2 separate regions of the Anas platyrhynchos genome follow, and region 1 is linked to region 2. The links are chromatin contacts, called in public Hi-C maps. All regions are on one chromosome and are shown on one strand. The core of a region is the stretch at or near the end of the contact, and the rest is flanking DNA. Distances in the headings are between cores, read along the strand shown. Region 1 holds the start of RPL31 (ribosomal protein L31). Region 2 holds the start of PDCL3 (phosducin like 3).

What was found. Hi-C and Micro-C count contacts between places; a contact is called where the count stands out from the background.
Region 1: a Hi-C map of subcutaneous adipose tissue shows a contact between it and region 2, with 2.6 times the contacts expected there. The contact joins the promoter of RPL31 here to the promoter of PDCL3 in region 2. A contact is called at or near these places in 4 of 8 Hi-C or Micro-C datasets (F1 follicle, liver, skeletal muscle and 1 more).

The regions. Positions count from the first base shown.
Region 1 is chr1:140,760,172-140,765,174 of IASCAAS_PekinDuck_T2T, reverse strand. RPL31 (ribosomal protein L31) reads right to left here and starts at 1,643. Exons shown (of 5, transcript XM_038173232.2): 1 at 1,537-1,643; 2 at 1,068-1,184. The coding sequence starts at 1,174. It overlaps NPAS2 (neuronal PAS domain protein 2), which reads right to left. Exons shown (of 21, transcript XM_027446028.3): 21 at 3,510-4,978. The coding sequence ends at 4,799.
Region 2 is chr1:140,549,845-140,554,921 of IASCAAS_PekinDuck_T2T, reverse strand. PDCL3 (phosducin like 3) reads right to left here and starts at 3,694. Exons shown (of 6, transcript XM_027446089.3): 1 at 3,534-3,694; 2 at 2,672-2,801; 3 at 1,971-2,061; 4 at 1,123-1,266; 5 at 12-220. The coding sequence starts at 3,539.

The DNA of each region.
Region 1 (5,003 bases), core at 394-2,893, 210 kb before region 2:
CAGGATGACAATGGTCATACAAACTTGAAGTAAGTTTTATCAGCACAGAAATAAGCAGCACAAAAATAAAACTGATACTATTCTCAGGAACAGCTTCTGTTAAATGGGATTTGATGTTTATTTTCTCCATGTAAGGACTGCACCAGAAGCCCCAGCACACCTGTTTTGCAAACATGGCTCATCTTGTGCACGTTACTGCCAGATTCTGTGAGACTGCCAGTGACAGGGATGGTTACAGCTGCGCTGCGACTGTTCTGCTATATACACCCACCCTGGGACACACGATGAGGGTTAAAAAGGCTTCAGGCCCCACAGTGGGTTATACTCAGCATAACTTAGAAAGAACTCTTGATATTTACTGCTAGAAATCAGGGCTGGGTGCTTCCACATGAGACAGGGACTACACAAAAAGTATTTCACCCTTACTGCCTCATGCCTCCCCTATGCAGGAGGGCCTGAGAACAGGAACATCAGCATTAGGGTTAGCATGAGGGGCAGTCTGAGTATCAGCGCCTCCCATCCTCACCCACAGTTCTCCAGCAGTCCACTGTCTCACTTCTCTCCTGCTTTACATTAATTTCAGCAATTTCAAACTGGTTTGACTTGGATATGGTTTTCTTCCATGTGACTTTACCATACACACATGGAGAGAATCAAAGGGCAAGGCAGTTTCTCACAACCCCTCTCCAGCGCTGTGCTGCTGCTACGTGGTCATACAAGACTCAGTGTGTTGTCAGGGGCAAAGTTACTCTCCTCTCCACAACAGCACCCAAAACCCAGCCAGCACTGTTCACCTCAACTCACACCCCAATTTACAACTCACACAACCATCTAAGCACAAATCCAATCATTGATTACAACAGTATTTAATTTCTAAAACTTACTATAACGGGCTACATTTTAGACTTCAGCTGAGTAAGAATGACAACTCAGGCACAGAGGTAAACAGCTCTACGTGCAGATTAAGGCCAGGAAACCTCATCCTCTGCAGCTTAAAACGCACTGAGCCCACCTCCAAACGCCGCTTTACACACAGCCCACCTCACCGACAAAACCCCAGCGCTTACACGCCATGGATCCGCTTGTGGATGTTGATGGTGTACTCCCTGGTGACCACCTCGTTGATGGCAGACCGCCCCTTCTTCTTCTCGCCCCCTTTCTTCGCAGGAGCCATTTCAGCGACGCTGAAAAGCAGCCAGGCACACACCCGTCACGACTTTCCCCGGCTCCTTGCTGTCACGCAGCTCCCACACCCGGTAAATTACCCCGGATCGGGCCCTTAGCATTTAAGCAGCACCCCACAGCCCGTCCCCTGTCTCCCTGACAGGCCTGCACCCCCCCGGCTAGGCCGCACCCCCCCCCCCATCTCCCCGCGGGCCCGATGCGGGCGACCCCCGCCTCCCATCCGTGCCCCCCGGCCCTCCGCACGCCCACAGCCGCCCCCGCCACCATCCCGGCCCCGCGGCTGCCCCCGATGGCGGCCGATGGCAGCGGATGGCGGCGGATGGCGGCGGGCGGCCCCTCGGCGCCTCTCACCCTGCCCGGGCGCGGGCCGGAAAGGATGGCGCAGGGCAGGCTGGGAGGCGCGGGCACTTCCGGGTGGCGGCAGGCGCGCACTGCGCAGGCGCCAAAGGGAGGGCGGGAAAGGGGGGGGGGGGGCGGCCGTTGGCGCCCCGTGAGGCGCCTCAGGGAGGGCGCCCCCCGCCTGCCCCCTGAGGGAGCCTCAGGCAGGGGTCGGGGCTGGTTTTTAGCTGATTTTAAAGAGGTGTTTTGGATATAGCCACTGGAAATCAGGAGGTGTATCACAAGCATCCCCGCGAATAAAATGATTCCTCAAAGTTTTTCTTTTTTTCTTCCTGTTTCCTCTGTCATTTCTGCTCAGAAGGAGCAGTCAGGCACTGGGACGGGTTGCCCAGGGAGGTGGTGGGGTCACCGTCCCTGGGGGTGTGCAAGGAGAGGTTGGGCCTGGTGCTTGGGGACATGGGTTAGTGGGTGACAGTGGTGGCAGGGGGGTGGTTGGACCAGGTGATCTTGGAGGGCGTTTCCAACCCTAATGGTTCCATGATCATATTAATGTAGACCCACAAAGTGCTAATGCCATGGGTATTTCCCTCTGAGGTGCTCAGGTGCCTTCGTCATCTCTTGCCTGCATGAACAAATGGACAGATTTCCCTTCCCCTTCCCTAAACTAAGTCTGTACAGAAGTCTGTACAGCATTTGTGAAATTAGTCTCTACTAAGCTGATGTGTCTGTGCTAAGGTTTGTCTATAGTTAATGGAAGAGAGAATTTCCTTCAGACATCAAGTGAGAGCACTTTAGGATTTAGTTCTTTAATCTTCATCTGGAGGGGTCACTCTTGCTTCACCGAATGTAAGAACTTAAAGACGAGCCTGCTAGCTCAGGTATCTAACTAAGACAGTTGCCTACAGCTAGTGGCAGAAACACTTTCTTAGAGACCAAATACTTGATCCCCTCATCTTCCTTCAATAAAATAAAGTAAAAGGACTGTATGGACTGAAATACCCGTGTACCAATCAGTGTTACCAGTCAGTCTTACTGTGGAAGCAGCAGGGTCATTTTTCCAGCAGGTTTTATGTGGGAGATTTTTATTTTTTTTTCAAGTTTTTCAGTACTTCGTTTTCTGAAGTGAACCTTTTTATTTATTTATTTATATATATATATATATATATATATATTTTTTTTTTTTTTCTGAAAGTTTACTTTCATCATTTCCAGCTCCCAGACCAATTATCTCCATTGTTCCTCTACGACATGGAAACCAGTGCTGTGACATGATCCTTGGTACAGAAGCGTGAGGAGGACAGCACGGTTTGCACTCTCCTCAAGGTTAGGCTGTCTCAGGCAGCTGCAGGATGCCCTGAGGGGCTTCTGGAAGCCATCCCTTCAATCCTGCTGTGACGGATGAACACGTTACCCGGTTATCCACCTTGTGCTCTGTTGGATGTTGCTGCTTCTGCCAGAGAGTCAGCAGAGGGAAAGCAGACTTGTACCTTGGCTGCTCCATTTAGTTGCAGTCAATTTGAATTTAACATGAAAAAGTGCCTGCACAAAGATGCCAAGGTGGGAACTTGTCTCTGTGTGGTGGGGGCACGTGAGCAAATCCAGCAGAGGTGTATCAGAAAACTCAGGACAGCGATGTCTTTAAATTGTGAAGCTGCTGCTTCGTGAACATGGGTCAAAGCCCTGGTATACGTTGGGTCAAACCACTCTAAACTGTCTGTCATGCCCTATGTTCATCCCAGTCCCAAACTGGCTGGTTGGAAGTACAGAGCTGCCTAAAACCATCAGAGTTTTAAGAGAATGAAAAATAAGATGTCTGGGTTAGCAGCTTATTTAATTTCCTAAGCTATCATTCTCATCGCCTATGCCATGTCACAGATCCCATAGGGTAATATTTGTTGCTGGTTAATTGGTTGCCAAACACCTTGCAAAGCTGTAGCTCATGCTATAAAATCTAAGGTGAATCACATAGTTGAACAGCCACAGGAAAATGTGTGCAAGTCCTGCAATAAAGCCTTTTGGCTATTTTATTTTATTCTACAAATAAAGACACCGTCCATCATTATATGGAAAAAAAATAATAGTTTGAGTCGTATATAGCATGAAACAGTAGTACCCTTCACAGAGACATTTCTAATTCATTAGTTTATTACAAAATATCCACTCACAAAAAAGCACAAGCACAATCTTTATACTTGTGAAATGAGTTGATATTTCATATACAAAATAATTTCCACATAATTCCATATAATTTTATTTTATATAGAAATAGGTCATTATTACAACAGCTGTACAATACACTACTTTTTATTTAATAATTACATAAAATCTTTCTTAGAAACATATCAACAGAAAACATACAAAAAAAGCGAAAAGTGCATTTCTTTTTTTATTTTTTTCCCCCCAAAGGAAAATTCAATCCTAAATGTTATAATGAAAGAGATATGTAATAGTCTGCAGCATCCCGAGTCAGTGGGCCAAAACACAGTGCATATTTCTCAGAGACTTGCAGTGAGTGAGTTATTTAGCTTGAAGAAGGATCCATCGTGTATTATGGGAGAGTTGCATGATTGTGCTTACAAGTCGAGTTCTTCTTTGCAATCACAATTCATATGTATAAAACAGTCCAGTGTTTTTTTGATTTTTTTTTTGTTTTGTTTTTTAGTCGTGAAGAACAGTTAGGATAAGCTGCATAATACTTTTCAGATTCTAAATCAAGGGTTATGAGCTGTAGACTATCTTCACCAATGACCAGGCTTTCTTCTCCATTGGATGTGCTAATTTGGCCACAAGAATAAGGAAACAAACTTCTCTTTACAGAAAGTGCCTAGGTTTTGTCCTCTGTGCAGTTGTGCAAAATAATAACAATAATCATAATAAAAATAATCTCTTGTTCTCTCCTCAATAGACCTTTGACGCAGTGCTTTTTTCATACACAAAAGAAGAACTGAAACAGTGAAGGCCAAGTACCTCAAGTGTCTGTCAACAGTCTTTTGGAATTGCCAGACAGCTTTCGGAGCAGCACGCCGAGCTCCAACTCCTCCTCCCGTGCACCCGCTGATGGAGGAGCTTGCACAGGACGGTGCTCCTCTGTGCTCTGCTCTGCGCAGAGCGTGCGCTGTGTGCGGCAGTCCGCGCCCTGTGGCATCCTTCTGTCACAGGGCTCTGCAAGAAAGGCTTGTGCAAAAGCCGAAACGGTAAGTAGAGAGTCATTCTCTCCTGCCCCAGGTGCCCATTGGTTAAAGCTAATCGTGCATTGATTGTGCTGGTGGGACTCTTATCGCAGTGGCTGTGGTAAATTTGATGATTCTGATAAGCTATTGCTTCTTCTTGGTCGCTGCTGCTGCTGCTGCTGCTGCTGTGCCTGATGATACCCCATGTTCCCTTGCTGTGGTGAGTAAGATGGCAGGAGCAAAGAATCGGTTTGCTCATTGTGCAAAGGACTTGGTGTTTGCACCTACAGATAAAATAAAAGTCATCGT
Region 2 (5,077 bases), core at 2,445-4,944:
CAGACACTCACCATCCCTTGTCAGGTTCATGCCACCAAACACCAAAGGCCCAATGAACTGTGCTTTGATGTCTCCTTCAAGGTAGACAAATATTGTAGGCAGATTCTTATCAGGGTAGTTGGGTATGCAGGTGGTAGAGATAGCTTTGATGAATTTCACATCTCTGAACTTTCTCGCAAGCCCATTCAAATGTTGATTTATTAAGGCACAGAGTGGAATTCTGTAAAAAACAAGAACAGACATGCATAAGAAAAACTAGAAGACACGTTGGACAGTAATCTTCACCAGAAGAAAGGTCAGAAGTAACAGTCCACTGGCAAGCCAGATGTAGCAGAAACAACTTCTGAATACATTTATTGTCCAGTACTCCAGCATTCAAAGGAATTCAGCATCACTGGAGTTGTTTTTTTTTTGTGTGTGTGTGTTTTTTGTTTTGTTTTTTTTTTAAATATATATTAGCAGTACCACTTTCCCCCCTTTTATATAAGAAGATGGGTTTACAAGATACGGTGTTTGAAAATTGCATGAGCACAGGTAAAACAGAAAGAAAAGCAACTCCTGGAAACGAGGAAGCTAATGACAACAAATACCTGTGAGGCAGTTAGAGACAACAAACAAAATCAAGTATTTCTAGACCTTCCCAGAAAATTACATCTACTTATAAGACCTTTTTAACAAGATGTTCCATTATGTTGACAGGACTGAAAACCTTGTTCACTCTGTTTTTATACATCTAGCAAACAGGTCAAAGCCACACAGCGATTCTTCTAAGAGCAAAAACACTTTGCATTTTACCCAGAATAATTTTCAAAGATCAGTATTTCCGTGGCAGCAGAAATGGGAAGACCTCTACCTCTATAGGAAGACTACTCACACAGCGTAGCGTGTGTGTGTGTGTATGTATATACATAAATAAGAGAGCCACTTCCTGGTAACATGCTTTCAAGAGCAAAGTTTGTTTTAAGAGCAAAGTTTGTCTGCCTTCAGCCAACAGTAAGGAAATTAATAATTCAGTATTTCTTGTAACTCCAGAATCAGTTCCTTAATTTCCACATTAACTATACACTTGTCTAGAGCATTTTCAGCCATTGACAGTGAAACATTTAACAGAAAAATTCTTACCCTTGTTTGTAGAGGTGCAGGACTACCCATATACCTTTTCCAGCTTTGGTAACCTCTTGAACATAGTCTTTTCCAGAAATCTCCAACACTTCCCCAAATTTATTCTTCATTTGAGCTGCTTTCATTTCTGCTAACCGTTGCTGTCTGTACAACAAGAAATGGGAAAGAAATCTTAAAAACAGATGCATTGTTGATAGAAAAACGTTTACAGTCTAAATCTAGACTTCAGAGGCAGATTACAAACATCTTCAAACCCCAGAGCAGCAAAAGTAAGTTAATGTAGGCTACAGATGTTCTTGCATTTGCGTCACAAGTTAAAGCCATCAGCATACAAGAAGTACAACTATGTTTCAGAAATGGAATTTGTCATCTCTGCCCTCTGCAGACATTTCTTCTGCAGATACTACACCACCAAACTAGGTGGTAAAAATCATGAGATGAAGAAGAGAAAGAGATGATGGTAAATCAACACTGCAATCAGAACTATGCAGCACCTTATTGGCATTCCTACAAAAAATGAGAAAACTTGAAGCCGATTATCAAAGCTCTCACAGTCCTCATTTCACTATTCGCTCAGTGGGCATACATTATCTCTGCAAAATTAGGTTGTAAATAAAGGACACTGAATTTGAACTCCACTGTTCTACTAAAGACACTCAAAAGGTCCACGTGAGATCAGAAACACATTGCAGTTTTTCTAGCATCAGGCCTAAGAACATCCTTCCTCTCTTCCACACCATCTAATAGCATGTATCTGTATCTATAAAACAAACAAAACAAAATACCCAAAACAAAACAACCACATGCTCCGGTTTTTATTAAAACCAAGTTCTGTACGATGCTCTAACCTGTACATTTCAATAGCTTTCTCATCTTCCTCATTAAATTCATCTTCATTTTCTTCTAGCTCTTCCAGAGTCATGTCCTCGTAAGTCTTCACTAGAACGGAAGCAATACCAAATCAGCAAAAATCTCATTCTGAGAAACTTCTGCCTTTCAGTCTAACAGAATTTATTTATTTTAAGGATAGATTAACTATAAGAAATGTATTTTTTTTTTTTTTCCCTGCAATATTATTGTTACTGGATTTTTAGAAAATATTATGCACTCTATACATATAAATGGTATATACATTGATATATATATTGATGTAAAGAACTGAGCCTGAGGCTGGCTACACTGGCATAGAAGTACCTGAGCTAGCTTTCAAGTTCTGTGACTGCAGCAGAGACATGCAATACAGCACGGGTGCCTGAATAACAGAGGAAGCATACAACAGGTAATGATCATGTTCATTAGATACCTTTATTTGTGCATTCATATGACAAACTCCCTTCAGACTGTTCTTATTTCAGCTTTGAAACATTTACATTTATAAAAACATGGCATTGGCGTTGAGAACAAAGTCTTCCTGTACTGGAAGAACCATGTATTGAGGAACATATTTGTCTGATACTGGCAACAGATGGCCATGCTATACAAGAATTATCTCTGGTATCCCTTACAGGTTTAGCAAAAGACACATTGCCTCACAGGCACGTAAACTCACCAAGAGACTTCTGAAGGATCATCAGCTGCTCCTCCTCCTTTGCACGCTCCTGTTCTTCGAGGTTCTCCTTGGGAGGAAGGATGCCTTTCTTGCGCAGGATGTCATTCCACTCTGTGTCTTTGTCTGGGTCCTACAAAGAAATGAGAAACGGATGGCATGCGTTCAACAAGCACTTTGACACATCCAGAAGTTAGCAAAGCAAGTTTTTCAGGAGACTTATGGCACTGATAGAGCAGTAACTGTCTGTAGAGCATCAGAGATTCAGTGTGCACCCTCCTGAGGATTTTTGTGGCCCCAAGAGGAGACTGAAAAAAGTGACTTTGTGACTTTTTATTTGGGGGCTGAGCCTCCTTGGTGGGGTCTGTCGGCAGCGCTTGGAGAGAAGCGCGCGTGGCCACTGCTGGATAAGGCTACGGCTAGGGATCAGATTTAAATCTACGCCTGAGTTTTAAAAGCTTTCGTAAGGACACAGCTCCAATAATCCCAAAGAAGAAGGCCCACAGCCGCCTATGTATTGCTGACAAGCTCGAGTATTCAAGTTATCCTGCAGTTCCTTGTTTCAAACAGGAAAACTCGGCGATAAACACTCGTCCTCTTGATTTTAGCTCCTCCCTGACTCGAACCAAGTCCCCAAGCCCCCTCAGGACCAGCAGCTTAAGGAAATAACACAGCAAACACCAATATAACACGAGAGGCGGCCGCGAGCCCCGCCGCGCACCCCCGGCTGGGGGCCATGCCGGGCCCGCCCGCCCCAAGCAGGGAGCTCCGCGCTGCGGCGGGGAGCAGCGGGGCGGCCCTGCCCGGTCCCCATCGGGCTCCCCCGCACCCCGGGCCCGGCTGCCCGAGCCCCCCGGGCCCTCACCTGCATCTTGGCGGCAGGGCCGGGGCCGGGGCCCGGGGTTCAGCGGTGCTGGGCTGGGCCCGGTCCCGGCGTGCGCGGCGCGGCCGGGGGGAGGCGGAGCGGGGCGGGGCGGAGCGGGGCTGCTGCTTCCTTCAGTGCCTAATTAGGGCCGGGCGGCTCGGCCTGGTGGGGCAGGGTTGGACATAGCGAAGGGTTTTGGGCCTGGGAGGGAGGCTGAGCGTGTGGCAGGGCCCCAAATCGGGGCTGGGAGGGGTTCTCGGGTTGCCTTGCTTCAGCCTCTGCTGCCGCCCAGCGCTGCGGCGTGATGGCAGGGAGAGGGTTTAGTGTCAAGCACCGCAGCCTGGTTAATTAATAATTGGTGGTGTTCCCTGCTTGGAGGACCTAAATCTATCCCACGGTTTCCTGTTCATAGCGAGATCCCAGGCTTATCCGTCCCAGTGTCCCGCTGAGTCTGTGGCGTGAGGCTGGTGCTCAGCGGTCTCCATTTCCTCGGGGTCCCTCAGGAGCAGCCAGCGCTGCACTGCCTTTAACAGGCAATGCCCAGCGCCCCTCTCAGTGAGGCTTTAATGCAATAAAAGCCTTAATAATTCAATTACAATAAAATGATGCATACAGAGATGCCCCCACCCTCTCCTCACCCCCCTCAAATCAACATCAGCATGGATGTGATGGAGCGAGAGAAGGTGCATTTTCTGTGGGGCAGAACAGAAGTTCCTACACTCCCTGCTCTAACATAAGTTCATGGGTACCCTCATGATGTGGCCACAGAGCCCTACTGCTCCTGCCCAGCCACGGCTAGCTTGTCCTTGTCGGCTACCAAAGTTGTGCAGGGGATGCAGCATGGCCCTGGGGCATGGTATGCCTAGCAGACAGCACACTGAGCTGGGCACAGCCTCAGCTCCTCACCCTCACCAGACACCTTCCTGAAGCTACACTAAATCTGTTGGTCCTAGAACAACCTGCTTGAGAAGTAGGGTTGGACCAGATGGCCTCCAGAGATCCCTTCCAACCTCAGCCATTCCATGCTTCCGTAAGCACGTAAACCAAACTAAGCACCATCACAGAAAAATATAAATAAATTGTCAACCATAGGGAATATTTCTCTATAAGCATGAAAACACATTTGATGGGTTTGGGGGCTCTCTTCTACCTTAGTTTTTCTCTGTGACACTTCTTTATTCTGCATTGAGTCCATTCTCATCTGTCTGTAGTTCATACCCTGTGTTATTGCTTCACTGGCTCCTCTCATTTTTCTTTTGATGCTCTGTTTAAATAAATAAACAAATCTAAACTACGTATTACCTATTTTTAACACACAATTTTTGTCCATGCCTCCACCATTCCATTTAGGATCAGCACCCCATTCCCTAAAAATAGGCACATCTTCCTCTGAAAAGAATTGAGCAGATCTTAGTCTTTCTTCTGAAAAACATACATCAGAGGAGAAGTGGGAAGCGGCCTGCTCCTGCCTCCCCCTCCATTTTGAGCCTTAGCCTGGTGGCCAGCAAACTCATCCAGGAATGGGGAGCTGAGCTCTGGGTACC